Linked DNA regions of Gossypium arboreum: region 2 is linked to region 1. The links are chromatin contacts, called in public Hi-C maps. All regions are on one chromosome and are shown on one strand. Each heading gives the region's core, a stretch centred on a gene start, on an enhancer-like site or on the middle of the called end of the contact. The rest is flanking DNA. Distances are from core to core; before and after follow the strand shown.

Region 1 (3,590 bases), core at 563-3,062:
TAGCTTAGATTAATATTTGCTGAGAAGCCGAAATGCTAAAATACCGGTATTTCGAGAACTTGTGATTTTGCCTTTGCTTAAAGTGCGATAGATACGATATGATCAGTGGTTGGATCGATGGAATAGGTAAGAGCACAATTTTGTACACGATGGTAAGTTGGGCCTCAATGGGTTGGAATTGGGCCCAATGGGCTTTCGGGCCCATTTGGGTAAAATTGATAGAAAATGGAAACTGGAAAAGTTGCTTGATAATACGGTTAGTATTGTTGTAAAATTTGGATTAAGCAGGCTTAGTGGGCTAAATCGGCATTCGTAGGGCCCATTAGAGGTTTTGGGCCTAAAAGCCTGAGTTTGATAAAGTGGGTTAAAGATCATTGTTTAAACACTTGGAAATATTGATAATTGTTGATGAACATGGAAAACCTTGATATTTGGTAAAATTATGAAATTACCCTTATAGTATGAAAATGACTGTTTTGCCCTTAGGTAAAAATGACCATTATACCCCTAAGGTTTAATTATAAATTTGATACTGGGATATGATATACATGATTGATATGATATGCACATGATATGTATAAAATGCACAAGATATGTATGAAATGCACATGATATGTATGAAATGCACATGATGTATTCATAAATGCATTGGGTTGGGTTTTTATATGGATAGAGGAAGTGCAAAAGGGCTTATGCCCCAGTTTACTGAAAAAGGCTTTGCCCCAGTTATTAAAAGAGGCTAGGCCTCCAGATATATGATAAAGCACTATGCTTGCCGTTGGTGTGTTGGTTGGGTGGGTTGAATCATTCCCACATAGTGTGTTGGTTGGTACGGTGGAGAGTAGCGAATGGTGGGTCGAGTAGTCTCCCAAATGGGCTTGCATACATTCATTGGTATTTCATATGATATTGAAATGGGCTTGCATACATCCATTGACATTACATGTGATATTGAAATGGGCCTATGGGCCATACCATTTCTGAAGAAAGGCTTGACCCAGTGAAATGATTTATGAAAAGGCTTGACCAAATGATATGATTTATGAAAATGCTTGACCAAGATATGTCAAGACTAAATAGGGCTTTGGCCCGATTGTCTCGACATGTGTTTTCACTTGTTTGTATGTTATTGGGATTACACACTTGAGTTTTCGTAAACTCACCCGCTTCTAATTGTCCGTAATCCCTAAGCTTAGATGGTTTGGAGTCGTGAGGACTCGGAGATGGCCACACTCATCGCTTCTTTCTTTTAATTGCAATAAGTAGCCGATTTATTTCTTTATAAGTTTTATCTTATTAATATTATTATTTGGTTTTGGGTTGTAATAAGGCCATTTTAATTATTTTTCTGGGATCATTTTATTTTATACCCTATATTTTACTGATAACAATCCAAAATGGGTTAGACTTAGCCCACATTTTGAAAATGATAATTGTTTTCAAAGTAACGCAACGATACAATTAATCGGTTTATCAAAAATATCTACTTAAATGAATTCTAACTCGTTTTTCTCAAAACCTAACCTCGCACCAAAGTGTGGTAATGGTTATGGGCATGTCTAGGATTGGATCCATTCAAGAGCTTGGTACTTAAGCGACCTTCATGGCTCACCTCTTCGCTTTTTGGATACCTACCAGTGCAGACTTCCATTCACTTGGTTAAGCCTTATCAAACGACCGTTTTTTTAAAACACTAAAACAAAGCGTGGATTTTTAACTTCAATGTGGCACGTCAGATTCGGCCATTACGGCTGGGCCAGGTTTCGGGTGTTACAGCATAGATCGGAATAGCTTGTAAAACGGATTTAAGAAATACTTCCTTACCCTCAGCCGATAAGTAGCGTACACTCCAATTGTTCATCATCTTGCTAAAACGTTCTTTAATTTCAACAAAAGCATGCTTTTTCCTTCGACCGACCATTGTTGGCAATCCCAAATACTTCTTTGGATTATTAGAAATTTGCACTCCCAAGATTCTGCCCACCTGTTCCTGTATTTCTTGTTCAACATTACCACTTATATAGATTACTGATTTGTCAAAATTAACCATTTTTCTCGATACTACTTCATACTCGTTGATCACGTTTTTCATGTTATTTGCACCCTCAGTCAACGCTTCTCCAAACAACACACTGTCATCTGTAAAAAAATAAATGGGTCACCGAAATATTACTTCTCCCCACCCTTGACCCCAAAAGCCTCCCCTTTCTTCTGGCCATGTCAATTAAACATGAGAAAACTTTGGCACAAATTAGAAATAAGTATGGGCTTAGTAGATTTCCTTGCCTTAATCCTCTTGTAGGTCAAAACTCCTCCCAATGCTTTCCATTGATCATTTCTATATACGAAACACTAGTGATACACCTCATTATAAGGGAAGTCCACTCCTAGCAAAATCTCATTCTTCGCATCAAACTCCACAAAATACCACTCGACCCTGTCATATGCTTTACTCATATCGAGTTTTAAAGTGAAACCTTTATTCGAATTTCCTCTTCTTTTCTTGAACAAATGTAAAATTTCATAAGCCATAAAAATGTTATCTGTTATTTTCCTTTCTGGTACAAATGCCCCTTGGCTATCATTAATACAAAAATGAAGCACCTAGCAAAATCTGTTGACAATCACCTTCAAAATTATTTTATAAATCACATTACAAAGGCTAATGGGTTGAAACTGACTCATAGGTTTCGCTGAATTCACCTTAGGGATAAGAACTATACTTGTATGATTCACCTCCTTTATGTTTCTTCGACCATTAAGAACATCCAGACAATACGTAGCGACTTCATGCCCTACTACATGCTAATACTTTTGAAAGAAAATTGCAGGAAAGTCTTATTTGCCATGTAATAGCCTATTTTTCAATGAAATCGGAACAGTGGTTTCGGGACCACAAATCCGATCCGAAAATAAAATTAATTTTTATTTTATTACATGGTCCATAATATGTTAGAAATGTCATGTGAATTTTTTGATAAGAAATTTTTACCGATTATGTGTTTAATTACGAAAATGACCAAATCGCATAAAATGCAAAAGTTGAATTCTAGTAGCTAGAAGGATTAAATAGCTATGGAATTCAAAAATTGAGGTCCTTAAATGGTAATTAAACCATTAATAAAAAGTTAGTAGATATTTTTGGATGATTCATCCATGGAAAATTAGAAAAAGGCTAAGGACTAAATTGGAAATCAAAATTATTAAAGATGATAAATTAATTAAATAGAGAAAAAATCATTTATATCATATTTTTCCCCAAAATATTCCATGTAAACCCCAGGAGAGAGAGAAGAAACTTTCTTGGCCAAATTGGATAAGTTTTCTTGTCTCGTTTTTAGTAATTTTGATATTTTTGAAACTGGGATAGCTTAATCTATCTATTTGGGGGATCAATTTGAAGAGTTATCAAAGTATGGAAATTAGGTCATGGATGTATATGCTGAAAATTAGAAATTTATGGTAGAAAATGAAAGGTTATTGGTAGATAAACAACTTTTACAAAGTGATCTTTGATGAAAACATGATTTAGGGACTAAAATGTAAAGTTGTAAAAATTGATGAAAAATTCTAAAATTTATAGAAAATAT
Region 2 (3,590 bases), core at 685-3,184, 65 kb after region 1:
ATATATATATATATATATATAATATATAATGCTTTCATTTATCATTTATCATTTATTGTAATTTATTGTAATAATTATATTAGATATAAAATATTTTCATTATGAAATATATTTCAAATATATATCATAATATATTTGAATTGGGAATAATTATATTTATATGTGATTTTAATATTTAAAATATAGCTTATATTCAAATTAAATTTTACAAAAAATATATATTATTTGCTTAAAAGTATTTCAAATTCATATTTTATATATAAAATTATTAATAATGCATTGCAATAAAATTTTTATAAGTTAAGTTGATACATTTCATATATCTTAATATTAACAAATTTGTATATCATTTAAATGCATTTTTTTTAATTTACATCTTTTTTAAAATAGCCATTTTAACTTCTCAACACTATTTTTGTTAGAAATGCAAAATACTTAAATCTTAAACCAAATTTTATTGGTCACTCTTGGTTGGTCAAAACTTTGGTTAGATCAATTTGATCAAGCAAAAGTTGATGATTACCATTGTTATTGCTTTCGATGTTGGGTGGAAACCTCGTTAAACGCTTATTCTCCTCCACAGATACAATTGAGGGTGTTCCCAATATGGTAAAATTGAATTAATCGATCTAATTTGGTTAATCAGTCGGTAGTCGAATTTAATTCGGTTGAAAGTCAATTAATAATTTTTTGAAATTTCGATTATCAATTAATTCAATTTAAAACCGAGTAATTACTAATGTCTTATTTGTCATTTTCAATGGATAATTAACTGAATTTCAAGACTTATGTAGTGTTTCTAAATTATTATTTGTTATTTTCATCTCTATTTAAAGTTTTTGAACTATTAAATAAAAGAAAATGAACATTTAGCAATGTATTTTTTTAAATGTTTATACTTATTTTAATCAAAAGATAAAAACATATAAATTCTGGTTAATTCAATTAACCGATCGAATTAATCGAAATATTTTAATTTAGTTAAAATATTTTAAAAAGTTTTAATTCGATTAAGGGTTAATAATTTTTATATTTCAAATAATTTAATTAATAATAATTCGATTCGAATATTAATCGAACCAACCATTTGAATATCTCTAAATAAAACGACATATGCAACTCTTTCAACTCTCCTGCGATGTCAGCACAAGAGTCTCCAAACTTCAATTGCAACAAATGTCATCCCTATTCAACTTCCTGTCACTGATTTGGTCCTCTTTAAGTGTTACGAGGAAAAAGGTTTTAGATTATGATTTCGATGCTATCATATAGGATTCGGATTGCTGCTGATTTGGATATTCGCCATTCATAATTCTCTTAAACTTCGATTATAATTTAAATAAACGATTTATAAAAATTTAATAAAAATAATTTCTGAAATTAAATCTGATAAATTGCACCTAAGGTCATTAAAATCAATAAATTTACATCTTAATCATTCAATTTCAAATATTACAAAATGAGTATTAAATTATTTGAAAGGTTACAAAATGTCATCAGAGACATCTTATTCTCCTATGTTTTGGATTTTTTGCCTTGTTTTTAAATAAATTTTATAATTTTATAATTTGCTATAAATTTTAAATAAAATTTTTATTGTTTTTGTATTTTTAACATTTTTTGAATTCTCAAAATAATTTTAATAATTTTCTATTATTTTCTTGAATTTTAAATAGTTTTAAATATTTTTAAATTTTAATTTTTTAATCATTATTAACATGCATGTGAACTGCCACGTGAATTTCAAATCAGTATAATTGATATATGTTAACTTTTCTATTTATTTGAGAGTGTTTTGATAAAAATAATAATCGAGAGATTAAAAGAGAAAAATTAAATGATATGACTAAAATAATTTTTTTCATAAAATTAGAGGTCAAATAATATTTGTATTTTAAAAATAGATAGTGGTTAAATAGTTGACAGCTATCTTCCACCGAGCTAAACATTATTATTTTCTCCCATTTTCAGGTGCCCCATAAATGCAGCACCCACTTTTCAAGTTTTATACTACTAATAGTTTTCCTTTTCACATTTCCTGGGTTCTTCAATTCTCCATATTATGTTTAGTGTTTAGTTTCCCTTTGTTTTAAAGCTCAAAGGTTTAGAAAACAATGACAGCGGATGATGGCAGGGGCAAGCCACGAACCACTGATCTGCGTAGGCGAGGGCGAGCAGGGGGGGGGGAGGCGAACAGAGGGTTGAGTGTTGATAGACTAGGGCTTTTTTGTTTCATTTGCTTTAACTAATTTAGGCTGGGCTAGCTTAGAGTTTTTAAAAGTGGGCTTTTTTGGTCCGATCCAAGTTAATCTGGTCCAATTAGTGGACCGTTTGCTGTTTCAACATCCGTGGTCTATTTACTTTCTTTTTTTTTTTTTACTATTTTAGTAACCATATAAATATACCCTTTATTATTATTATTTTTCCTTTCAGTGGTTTACTCTTCACTACCAACTCTAAGCCACACAACACGAAGAATAGCTATATATACAAGACATTTCTCATGTTTGTTTCTTAATACTTAGCCAAAAGCATCACCCTGTCACTTGTTTCTCTTCTCACTTGTCTTAAAAGACAACTATTTTTGGAGGCAAGCAAAGAAAACAACAACAAACAAAAAACACGAAACACCCGGTGCTACCCTAAGTGGTTTACAGATTCTTTGGGTGCTGTTTTTATTTTCTTCTCAAAATGGGTAATGAGAAGGAGAAACAGAAGAAGATAAACGGATCCATAAGGTCAATTTTCATGCATGCGGATGATGTAGATATGTGGTTGATGACTCTTGGCTTCATCGGAGCCGTTGGTGATGGTTTTTGTACACCTCTTGTATTGCTTGTTACTAGCAAGTTGATGAACAATCTTGGTGATTCTTCAGCTTTCACTGCAGACATGTTCATTCATAACATAAACAAGGTCTTTCTTCGTTTTTTTTTCTTGGTTTTTTTTCCAAAAAAGGCACATGCATACGCACATACATGCAAATCAGTAAAAAGAAGGGGAGTAGCTAGGCATGGGCCCCAACCCCCCTCCAAATTTTAAGACGATTCTTATTGTTTAGGCTATTTAAGATAAACAAGGATAAAACTGCAACATTAAATTATTCTTATATCATGTAAATTTAGATTTCGTCCTCAAAATTATAATTTATATGTTACCCTTTTCAATTTAATTCTATTAAAATTTCATTTTCATAACACTTTTAATATATATCACTTATTACTTTTTTAGTTTAAATTTGTTTACATTTTATTAATCAAATTAATATATATTTACTTTTGTTATTTTGTTAGTAATATTTTCATCCTACGCTCATAATGAAAAATAATAAACTTAAATTATGTTTATTCTTAATATAAATTGAAGATTACTTATTTCACTTTTTCTAAATTAAAATCATTTCATGTTTTTATATCATAATATTGAATAATTTTATTATAATTTCTTAAATGTTGAGACTTCAATAGTTATAAAAAATTTAGATAGTAACGCGAAACATAATTTATAATATTTTAAAATCGAAAAAATTATTCCAAGATTTTATATAATATTAGTAATTTAAATACTATATAATATTTAAATATGGTGCT

The links. Hi-C and Micro-C count contacts between places; a contact is called where the count stands out from the background.
Region 2: a Hi-C map of leaf shows a contact between it and region 1, with 3 times the contacts expected there. The contact joins the promoter of LOC108458276 here to the enhancer-like site in region 1. A contact is called at or near these places in 2 of 5 Hi-C or Micro-C datasets (both in leaf).

What each region holds. Positions count from the first base shown.
Region 1 is chr4:10,867,304-10,870,893 of ASM2569848v2, forward strand. LOC128291661 (a long non-coding RNA gene) reads left to right here. Exons shown (of 5, transcript XR_008281478.1): 5 at 1-679. Among protein-coding and RNA genes, the nearest start is that of LOC128291661, 5.5 kb to the left of the region's middle. Within about 2 kb of position 1,813, at least 1 of the 2 cell types and tissues checked has an H3K27ac peak or open chromatin away from gene starts, as enhancers often do. A contact at or near this core is called in leaf, where this site is marked.
Region 2 is chr4:10,932,124-10,935,713 of ASM2569848v2, forward strand. It overlaps LOC108458276 (ABC transporter B family member 15-like), which reads left to right and starts at 1,935. Exons shown (of 7, transcript XM_017757611.2): 1 at 1,935-2,916. The coding sequence starts at 2,692.